2 separate regions of the Capra hircus genome follow, and region 2 is linked to region 1. Evidence: chromatin contacts called from public Hi-C data. All regions are on one chromosome and are shown on one strand. Each heading gives the region's core, a stretch centred on a gene start, on an enhancer-like site or on the middle of the called end of the contact. The rest is flanking DNA. Distances are from core to core; before and after follow the strand shown.

Region 1 (5,642 bases), core at 2,329-4,828:
TGGCCAGCCACCAGCCCTAATCAACAGGATGCCTGCAGGCCATCTGGGACACACCCCAGACCTTTCACCCCACAAAGTGAAGAAGCCTGTGAGAGGAGAGCTTGGCCTGGACTACCAAATCCATTTCGCAGAGAGGGAAGCTGAGGCAGCATGGCTGTTTTCCCCTCTGCTGCGTCTCTCACCACTGTGCGTCCAAGACACTCCCAGGGCCCAAACATCAGGTCACCCTCAACAGCAACACAGCAGAAAGCCCCTGGCACAGATAGCAGGGGCTCTGGAACCAGGGGGGACTCCAGGAATCTATCTCTAGGAAGCCAGGCAGGGAGGTGGGGTGCCCACAGGCCAATGGGGAGGCCCCACGACCTGCTCATTCCCTCCCCTCCCCGCAACAACTCCTGCTGGGAGGTGATTGGTTGGTGAGAAGGTTCCTGATTTGGGCTCAGCGGGAGAGGCGGGGCAACTGGGAGAGGTCCTAGACCCAAGTTGGCCCGCCTCCCAACTGGGAGATGGAGGAGGCAAGGAAGAGGGGCTCACTTCAAGCCCCAACTCTGCCTTCCCCTTGCTGTGTGACCTAAGGCCAGCTGCTTACCTTCTCTGAACCTGTTTCCTCATCTTTGGAGATGAGGCCCACAGCTGTCTCACAAGTCTGTGGGGGAACCTGCTCTGCACACTGGAGAGTGCTAGCCAAAGGTGGCTCTGTCCCCAGCTCTATGGCACTGAAGACTCATGCCCCACTGGCTAAACTTGTCTTGCTCAATGCCACAAACTTCCACCTGCCACTGGTACATGCTGCAGCTTGAGGGCCCCTCCACCTTGCAGGGGGCCATTTCCGAAGCCAAAATGCTGGGTCTTCACCACTGAATGCCAGGAGAGGCCAGAAGCAGGGGAGCAGAGGCTCCAACCAGAAGATGGAGCACAGCTCTGAAGGGAAGCTGGCACCCACCTTGACCCTCATATGCTCCAAATCCCTCAGCTGGCAGAGGGGAAACTAAGGCCTAGAAAGAGGACAATTTAATCAAGGTCAGCTGGCCAATTACTAGAGCAGCTGGAGTGAAAAGTGAGGCAGGAGAGCCGGGAAAAGGCAGATGGAAGGAGGTACAGGTAGGCAGACAGACACACACACAAAGGAGCCTTACTTTGGGGGCCATCCTTTCCACTTCACCAAGTATTCAACTTTACCCTGGGGAGAAAGAGAGAAGGAGACACAGTGAGATACACAGATGCCCCGAGGACCACTTGCAGGGCTGAAGGCCCAATCCCCTCTGCAGACAGAAGTCCCCCAACACATATACACAAGATCCCCATCAACCAGAAATCCTCAGTCTTTGGCTGCTCCATGTCTATCCCAGACCATCCTCCCTGCTAGAGCACAGGTGTGCACTGGGCCCTCCCTACACACCTCAGTGGTACCTGTGGTACAAGCTTGGAGCCCATGTCACGTGTGGGGAATGTGCATGGCCAAAGATCCAGTGTCCAGTGTGCCAGTGCAAAGACCATAATTCTCTTTTTTTAAATTAGAAGACTCTCCAAGTCCTAGAAAACTCCTCATTGGGGAGTCCCCCAGGCCTCTAGCCCCATCAGCCCCATCTCTGTGAGACAGTGCCTCTGGCCCAGAGTGGACAGGCTAGTGACTCCAAGACTCTCAACTTACTCTCAAGTCAAAAGACCCTGGCAGGACCCCAGAGAAGGTGGACAATCCTCACTGTGAGAAACAGTGCTCATCCCTCCCTCCAGGAGTGAGAAAATAAGAGCCAGGTTCCTCCCTTCTGCACAGGTGACAGGGGCCTTCCCAATCTGACAAGTGATACCCCTCCACACTAGAACTTTAAGACCAAGATAATGTCATCTCCTCAAAGAAGCCTGCCCTGGCCACCCTCCCTCCCACCTTACAGTTCTCTTTCTGTGTGGCACACAACCCCAGTGGAAAGCATCTGTTTACTTCCTCTTTTGCTGCCTGTCTCCTCTACCAGAATGCCAGCTCCACAAAGCCTGGAGCTCCCTCCCCTGGCACTTAGACTGGTGCCTGGTATATAAGAGGTCCTCAAAATTTTGAATGAATGTGAAAGGAACAATGCTCCTCACTCTCTGGCACTACGGCCCCCTGTAGAAAGGGGTAATTAATGTACCTGCTTAGGCTACACTGCATGGAAAGCATTGGGTTTTGAGGAACAAATTCAAATTAAGGAAACTCTGAGGGAAGGGAGAAGGAGAAGGGGCAGCCCCGAACTGAAGACAAAACTCAACCCCACTGGAGTTGGGGGAAGAAAAGATAAGGTCATGGCCTAATTTGACCCCGTTACCCTTAGCCCAAGATAACAGGGCTGAGTTTTCTCCCTTCAAAGATGAGTTGGCAATGAGCCAACTTGAACTCCGGCTCTGCACTCATCTCTAACTTACTGTTTGACCTTGGTCAGGTCACTTCCCCAGCCCGGGCCTCAGTTTGTGCCTCCGTCAAATGGGAGGAGGTGAACTCCTGCCCTGCCGCTAGAGCCTCTCAAGGGGGCGGCAGGGAGGAGATAAAAGGATAGTGGTTCTAAGTGTTGGGACAGGAAATTTCCCCAAAGCCTTCCAGTCCCAACTTCCAGCCTGGGGCCAGACTACTTCGCAAACGTGTGCACCGGAAATGGGCATGGCCAAAGTCCAGGCTCGAGGCGCGGGGACAAAACACAGCAGAACAGATGCCTCCTTAAATCGCTGGGTGGATGTTTGGGAGGCGAAGGCAAAGGGGGAGGAGCTTTGAGGATGCCGAAGTGCCGTAGGCGGCTTCACCGAGCCGCCGGGCGGAGCTGGGAGTCGGGGAGGGAAAGACTGAGGGGGTGTGCACTGAAGTCGGGGAGAGACGCGGAGGTGGGGGTGTAGAGGGGATCGGAAAAGGTCGAAGTCCAGCAGTTAAACTTAAGAGGCGGGAGGAGGCTTTTCCAAAGCTCCGCCTCCAACTTCAAAGGACTTGGCACCAAGAGTAGAGAGTCCTGAGTTCGAGACCCAGCTCCAATGCGAACACACGTTTCTTCAACTTGGGCCTCAGTCTCCCCATATTTAATGGGAGGAGGGTGAGAACGGATAGCGTTCGAGGTCCCTCCAGTCCGATCCTACTCTCCAGCTCTGGCTGGCTCAGCTGCCCTCAGCATCCTGGGGCGACAACTTTTAATTCTACGCTCCCTACAAGGTGGCGGGGGAAACTGAGGCACGGGCTGGGGATACGGGCCCGGCAGCGCGGGGCTGCCTGGGTCCCCCCGCCCCCACTTTCTCCCTCGCCTCCAGGGTAGAGGGGACAGTACTGGGGACAGAAGGGGACCCCACAGGGGTCCTGGGAGCCGCCCCCCGGGCAGCCTCACCTTCCGCACGCGCTTCTTCCGGATGCTCTCTACGGCGAACACCTGCTCGCCGATGGCTGACAGCTCCATGCGGGGCGGCGGGCGAGCGGGCCCGGGGCCGGGCCGGGCCGGGGGCGGAGCTGCGGGGCCGCGGCTGCGGCGCGCGATGCTCGGGCCGGCGGGGTCCCCGTCACCCTCGCCCGGGCGCGCACGCGCACGCGCACGCGCGCACACCCCCTCGCGCTCCCTCACGCCGCCGACGTTCCATTTTTGAACCTGCGCAACGTTTTCCTCTGCGCGAGCGAGCCCGCGGGCGAGCGCGCCGGGCGGGGGCGAGGGCGGGGCGGGGCGGGGCGGAGCGGGGGCTCGGCTCCCGTCTAGCCGGCCACGCCCCCCTGGCTCCGCCTCCCGCTCGGGCCCGCCCCTCTGGAGGTCCGCCCCCGGGCCTCGCGCGCGGCGTGTCTGTTTCCAAAGCCGGCGGCCCGCGGGACTTATTTGGCTGGGGTTCCGCTAGGCGGGTGTGTCGGACGAGATATTAGCACCCAGGAGTGTTTTCTTAAGTCCTCCCGGTGACTCTGAGGGTCTGGAAACGGCCTGGCCCCGGCTGGGCATATGAGGGCCCGGGGGAGAGCGGTGAGGCCATTTGCCTCGCCTCTCAACAAAGAATAGAGGAGATCGCGGCGCGGACCCTCGGGCGTCAGGAGGGCGGGGACGGCCAAGGTTTCCCAACCTGTCAGGGTGTCTCAGTACCACGGTCTCTCTGGATCCAGGCTCTGGAGCGGTGTGGCTTGCCAGTCCTGAGCAGGCGCCTCCGCGTCCATCCTTAACGTCCGTCTGTCCGTCTGGGCGGTTGTGCTGAGACGCCTGGTCCCCAGGCGGCCGCTGCCTCAGGGGCCCCCGCTAGGCAATACTTGGCGGCAGGTATGGCCGCGGCGAATCTAAGGTGAGCAGCGGGACGGATTTTGACGCCACGCAGCCCCAAGTCCCCAGTCACACGCACTTGACAGTCTGCACGTAGTAGGTGTTCGACTCTGTGGAATGGATGGATCTTGAGATCTCACACAAATCCATTCATTATCCCCATCCACTCCAACACGGTTCTGTCTGTCCTACGGCGCCAGCTTTCCATCTTCACTAGGAACCCGAGTCATCCATGCCCCTTGGGCTCCCAACCGCCTGCCTCCGTTGACCCCCCAAGTCCTGCCTCTCTGACCTCCTCCCATCCACACCCCTTGTCCTTTCTCTGGACTGCAGCAACTGCCTTCTCACTTCTCAATGCCCTCCGAGTCCACAGTGCCCGAGTGCGCTTTCTAAAATGCAGATCTGACTGGATCACCTCAGTGCTTTAAAACCTTCCATAGCTCCCTGTGCCCCTCAGAATAAAGTTCAGACGCCTCTGCCTGGCGTCCGGGGTAGAAAAAGAGAAAAGAAAAAGAAATGATTTGCACGGACTTTTTATCAGGAGCAACGGAAGCCCGGAGGAGGTAGAATGATACCTTCAAAGCACTGAAAGAAAATAACCGTCATCTTAGAAACTGAGTGAAATTTTTTTCAAGATTTATGTACCCAGTGAAAATGTCTTTCCAGAACAAGGGGAAATAATAACATTTACAAATACAAAAACTGACTTTGCCAGTAGCAGACCCTCCCTAAAGGAAATTCCAACGGAAGAACTGCAGGCTGGAGGAAGATGATCACAGACAGAGGTCTGATGCAACAGAGAATAAAGAACAATGAAGAACATTGATAATACAATAACAATGTCTTCTGGATAAAAATAGAATTAAAATACACAACAATGGCATAGAACTTGGGTGAATGGATTAAAGTGTTCTATCTTTCTAGTCCTCAGAAGGAAAATGAAAATAGATAGCAAATATACTTGAACTCTGATGAGTTAAGACTGTAAGTTGTCATTAACAGGGTAAACAGAAAGAATGGAAATGCAGTATATAATATTTAGCCAGATTATTAGAGGGGAAAAACAGAATGAGAAAATCAATCCAGTCAATCCTAAAACAAGCAAGAATGGAGAGAAAAATACAAGATAGATGAGACAAATAAGTTATAAATTCAAATGTACTATAAAACAATGCAAGTGGACTAAATGTTGTAGTTAAAATACGAAGATTACCCGGCAGGATAAAAATCCAACTACCTGTAATTTACAAGAGACATCCACAAGAAACATTTCCAAAACAAAGACACTGAAAGGGTGAAAGGAAATGCGTAGTTAAAAAAAAAAAAATTCTTGTAATACAAAGGCTAAGGAAAAGAAGACTGGTGCAGTTATTTTAGTATCAGAAAACAATCACAGAGATTAAAAGG
Region 2 (5,642 bases), core at 2,151-4,650, 140 kb after region 1:
TGTGGTAATGTGTCACCACTAACCACACAAGACGACTCTTCACTTAACAACCCAGATTACACCCAGTCTAACCCAGAAAACTAAAAGCTAAAGCTAATTCAACTCAAGCCAGGTCTGAAGTGCAAACTCAAGTCAGCCTCTCAACACTATTTTCAGTTAGGTGCTAGACTACCTACGTAAGTTATGACTCACCAATTCCTTCAACCAGTTTTCCTAAAAACAGGGCATGGGTTTTATCTAAGTAAGATTCACTGGGGACACAGTGCCCTCTGCTGGTAACAAAAAGCCCTGCGTGGAGCCACTGGATGCCTTCTCAAGCCACCCTGTGTCCTTAGGTTCTGGCCCCAGGAACCCAGGTCTCAAGGCAGGGCCTTGGCTGGACTGTGTTGCTTTTAACAATCTCTCACCCACCAGGAAAATACATTTAAAGACCTGAAAATCTTACTATTCCTGAAATCATGAGGTCTGGCACAAAACGTTGAGCACAGAATCAATTCAGAAGATAAGAGTCCCCCCAAAGCTACCAGTGACCGCGTAGGCCACCGCCCTCACAGACGGGCAGCAGTGGGTAGTCACCCTCCTCTTGGCCCTGGCCAGCTCACCTGGGTGTGGGCAATGACACGGATGACCTGGCAGTACTTCTTCATGCTGCTGAAGTCCCTCTCAAGCTGCTTCTTGCCATCTACGTCCTGCCACTTCTTGCAGTATTTGGTGAAGGCCTTCTTCTTAGACTTATGCCTTCAGGAGCAGAGCAGAGTTGGGGAGGGGGCCCAGGTGCCAGCCTTGATCACCCCTCCACCGGGTGAGGGGGAGGCACACAGGCACCATGTGGGGATGGGGCTCATTGCCGGCTTCTAAGGAGCCTTTTCCACCGGCAAGCGGAGCCTGGATGGAGCTCATCGGGCAGAGCCGAGCGGAGCTGAGCAGAGGTCCACAAGGTTAATAATGAAAACATGACATTCGGATACACAAATTCTTGCTCCAAGTTAGCCATTAACCAGACCACACACCTGGGGTGGGCTGGGGGCGTTACTCACCGCTCTGTAGACCCCCATACTTGTCAGCAACCAAGAGGATTGCTGAACTGAGACAGCACCCAAGGTCTATAACAAAGGAACTGTCCCGGGACGCTGCTCCCATTGTCCCTGAGAACTGTTCTGCCCAAGAGGCAACTAAGCCTGACACCAGAGCAGCTGCCCTGCCGTCGGCCATGGAGCTAAGGCCCTACGCAGCACACGGCCCTTTCCCCCAGCCAACCCAGGCGGAGCCCAGCCGCGGCTCCCTTACCAGTTCTTGTAGAAGCGCCTTTTGCACTCGTCGCTGATGTGCTCAGCAAAGATGGTCTTAAAGGTCCGGAGGCCTCGGGGTGTTTCCACGTAGCCCACGATGCCCACGATCACCATGGGCGGAGTCTCCACGATGGTCACAGCCTCCACAACTTCCTTCTTGTTCACCTCTGCAAATAAAGCAAGCAGTCAAAAGCTGAGTGGACTAGCGAGTCCCTACACGTGCCCTCCCAGGCCAGGGGTCTGCAGCAGTCTGCACCTCTCAGGCCTGTCCTCACTACAGACTGTTCAGCTGGCGCGCAGATATTTTCAACTCAATCAAAACCATCTGGACCCTACTCAACCATGTTAAGTCTGGCTCCAGGTCTGCTCTGCTATAACCATCTCTAGAGACTAATTCCTCATTGCTTTCAGAATACAAGAATACTAAGTATAGTAAGGTAGTAACACCGGAGCCTAGAAACCATTTTAACTAACGCTATGTTTCAGTACTCAGTGCTATGTGTTCTACTCAGTCACTTTTCTACTTCAATTCCCCAGGAAAAAAATACTGCAACGTGCTGCCGTTTCCTTTTCCAGGGATCTTACCAACCCAGGGGTCTCCTGCTTGGCAGACAGGTTTTCTTTTTACCACTGAGCCAGCGGGGGAATCCTTCTATTCTTTGGCTCTTAACAAATTTACTGGCCATGCTCCTTGACTTCATTACACCCCTCTGCCTGTAACAATGCCAGTCACCTGAACTCTGGAGCACTAATCAATCCTAAAATATATTTCCATTCTGAAGTCCAGAGGTTCTGTTGATCTCCCCCAAAGCCTGCTCCCTTCTGACTGCTTGGCCCCATCTAGTCAGTTCCCACCAACTCCAGCTCTCCCATCAGCTAGAAAGGTGCAGCATGTACTTACTGGACCCTGGCCTATCGACCTCCCTCACAATGTGGGTCATGCCAGCCTTGTAGCCAAGAAAGGCGGTGAGGTGCACGGGCTTGGAAGAGTCATCCTTGGGGAAGCTCTTCACCTTCCCGCGGTGCCGGCTGCTGCGCTTCCGAGGCAGGAAGCCCAGGGACCCGTGCCTGGGAGCAGAGAACTTCCTGTGAGACTAAGAGAAATAGAAGAACGTTAGCACCTTCTGAGGAGCTTCGTTCCCAGAGGCCTAGGTTTCAAGAGGATTTCAAGCAATGATGACTCCACGCCAGCAACCCAGGTTAAAAAATTTACATTCAGAATTAAGTTAAATTCTTCGTAATCACACATCCAGAAGGCATTATTCAGCCACACCTGAATTGACTATTTACCTCAACCCTTCACCTTATAACTTAAAAAGACAAAGACACACCAGAGAGTCGCATTAAGAATGGCTTAACAAGCCTTACGCTCAAGATTCTGATCATCATTATTGCCACTTTGCCCAGGGACTCCTTGTCAAAGGGCTGGGTGGTGGGCAAAGGTACTGAAGGATTCCCCATGCTCCCAGCGGGAGCCAAACTGGAAAATGGAGGCCACTAGAACTCGGCAGAGCCAAATCAGAACATGACAATCAGCACAGCGTCTCTGTCCGCCCGTCAATAAGTTCATCATTTCTGGTTTCTGACAACTCTAGAGGCCAAAGGAGTTGTACCAACCTTCCCAGACGTTTCAGAATGAGGCCTCAACAACTCCTGCCCCGAATACCCTCCCCAGCCTGACAGCCTGTATTTCTGCACCTCTTTAACACTCGAGCCAAACAATCGCACACACTGTCCTCCTGCCAAAAGGCTCAAGACTTGAATCTCGAATGCTGAGATCGAAATCCAGGAAGTCAGTCTATGGTTTGAAAATTGTCGGGCCCAGGCCCCACAAGCCAAGGCCTCTCGGCCGCCCCCACACCATCCTCAAGTCCCAGACGTTCCCAGGAAATAGACCTGACCGCGGGTTCCGCTGAGTGCCCCGTGCTATTACAGCAGAACCCCGGCGCCGGGTGAGCCGAGATGGCGGCGATGTGCCGCGGATTCAGCCATGCCAACACGACAAAGAGGAAGCCGCCATGACACTACATACCATCCTGCAGTCGGAAGCTGCCGGTAGAGGTCGGCCCGCGGGCCGCGCGAGATATATAAATGCTAGTCTGGCTCCGCCCCTTCCGGCGTACGAGCGCGCACCCGCTGCGACGTCAGGTCGCGGGGCGGACACTAGACTCCATTTCCGCGCATGCTCGTTCTCGCCTTGCTTGCGCTCAGACCAGGGCGTCAGTTTGGTAGGCGGGATTTAGAGGTCCTACGGCGAGCGGCTGGGATCACACTTGGTGAAAATTCTCGGACGCGCCGGCATAAAATGAAAATACTGTTACCCTACAACGTTGGGCAGTAGCCAACTTTTGAGGAAACGTTGAAACGCGCTATTACGGTGAAGGGAGATGGTCGGTCACCTCTGGAGTTGAATAACCCTACTGGGGCTTCAGTTCCGAGGCGTTTTCACACGTGGTATATCCTTTCCCTCCAGCACTCTGGATCATCGCTGTTGCCATTTTGCAGGCATATTGGGAAGTGGAATCAGTTGCGCAGCCCCCACCAACTCAAAGTTAGAGAGAAAAGACTGAACCCCTGGTTTTCCTGGTTCCCAACTCAGAGGCTCTTCCCGACACCAGCTTGCCTTTAATGCGTGCTGATTTGGGATTTCCCCTCCCTCTAGCTCCATCTAGGCCATTCCTCCACTATCGGGCAGCGGGGCCTGGCTCTTGATTCTGAAGGTCTGAGGCGGCGAAACCCTCACCAGCTGCCGGGCGTCACGAAGCCTGGCTCTCCCTGCCTCCCAGATCCTCTGCGTGAAGGACCCTCGCTCATCTCTGCCTGGGCTCGTGGTCACCTAGGAGTCTCCTAGTTGCTCACCCTCCCGCCAGGCTTGTCCATCCAGATCTAAAAATCGTATTATCTTTTGGTTACTTCCCATGCCCTTCCTCACCCCCACTCCTAGTTATTTCCTCTGGTTTAAGGCTTAACTCCTGAGCCTGCAAGCCAAGAATCTGCCCTAACTAGCTGCTCCAGCCTCTTTTCTGTGGGTGAACACACACACACACTTTCCCACCTTCTACCTCCATCCCACCCCGTTCTGTTCTTTGATTCTGGGCCTGGCCATTGCTCACACCGTTATTAAGAAAACGTTCTCAACTAACCTTCACTCCATCCCCCAGTGGCAGTGTTGAGAGTCCTCAGCCCCTTATTGGAAATCTTTGAGGCCAGATCTGTTTCCAAATTCAGCATTTTCCATGTTTTAGATAATATCATGCAGTATGGTGCACATACTGTATATTATGTAATCCTCCCTAAGCTCTTTAATGAAACACATTAATTCTGTAAAGAGATATGAATATTCACATGGAGTGGAATAAATAGCCCCACAGTTCAAGGCTAACTTTGCTGCCTAAAAAATTCAGATTAGTTTCGTTTTTGCCACCAACTGACTTAAGTTTTTCATAATTCAAATTACAGCAATATGGATGGACCTAGAGAGTACTCTTGCCTGGAGAATCCCATGGACGGAGGAGCCTGGTGGGCTGCAGTCCATGGGGTCGCTAAGAGTCGGACACGACTGAGCGACTTCTCTTTCACTTTTTACTTTCATGCATTGGAGAAGGAAATGGCAACCCACTCCAGCGTTCTTGCCTGGAGAATCCAGGGGGAGCCTGGTGGGCTGCCGTCTATGGGGTCGCACAGAGTCGGGCACAACTGAAGCGACGCAGCAGCAGCAGCAGCAGCAGCAGAGAGTATCATACTGAGTGAAGACAGAAAAAGACAAATACTGTGATATCACTTGTGTGGAATCTAAAATATGATACAAATAAACTTACTTACCAAACAGAAGCAGACTCACATAGAAGACAAAGGTATGGTTATCAAAGAGAAAAAGGGTTAGGGAAGGAATGAATTGGGAGACTGGGATTAGATACAAATTGCTGTGTATAAAATAGAGAAACAAGGTCCTATTGTATGCCACAGGGAACTGTATTCAATATCCTATAATAAACCATAGTAGAAAAGAATATGAAAAAGAATATATGACCAAATCACTTTCCTTTATACCAGAAACTTAACATTATAAATCAAAACTTTTTATTTCAGAATGGCAGACAAGGAATTATGGCCCACACTGTCCCCTTTTACAGAGAAAACTAAGTTCAGGCCAAAAAGGAATAATTTGGCAAAAGTCATACAATTAAGAAAGGACAGAGCTCAAGTCTGATTCTAGGTTAGGTTTTCATGACATCAGACTCAGGGTTCAGTCACCTCTTCATTGGAAAAGGAGCTCTGGGGTCCTGAGTCACTCATTTGCTCAATAAGAAATTCTTCCTGGAGTCTCGCTGCATCTCAGATGCTGCACCAGGC

Evidence for each region. Hi-C and Micro-C count contacts between places; a contact is called where the count stands out from the background.
Region 2: a contact with region 1 is called in a Hi-C map of blood, with 2.5 times the contacts expected there. The contact joins the promoter of RPL3 here to the promoter of CBX7 in region 1. A contact is called at or near these places in 4 of 5 Hi-C or Micro-C datasets (blood and liver).

What each region holds. Positions count from the first base shown.
Region 1 is chr5:109,531,114-109,536,755 of ARS1.2, forward strand. It overlaps CBX7 (chromobox protein homolog 7), which reads right to left and starts at 3,579. Exons shown (of 6, transcript XM_013964352.2): 1 at 3,336-3,579; 2 at 1,137-1,180. The coding sequence starts at 3,404.
Region 2 is chr5:109,673,309-109,678,950 of ARS1.2, forward strand. RPL3 (60S ribosomal protein L3) reads right to left here and starts at 3,401. Exons shown (of 10, transcript XM_005681086.3): 1 at 3,322-3,401; 2 at 2,191-2,383; 3 at 1,288-1,456; 4 at 603-738. The coding sequence starts at 3,324.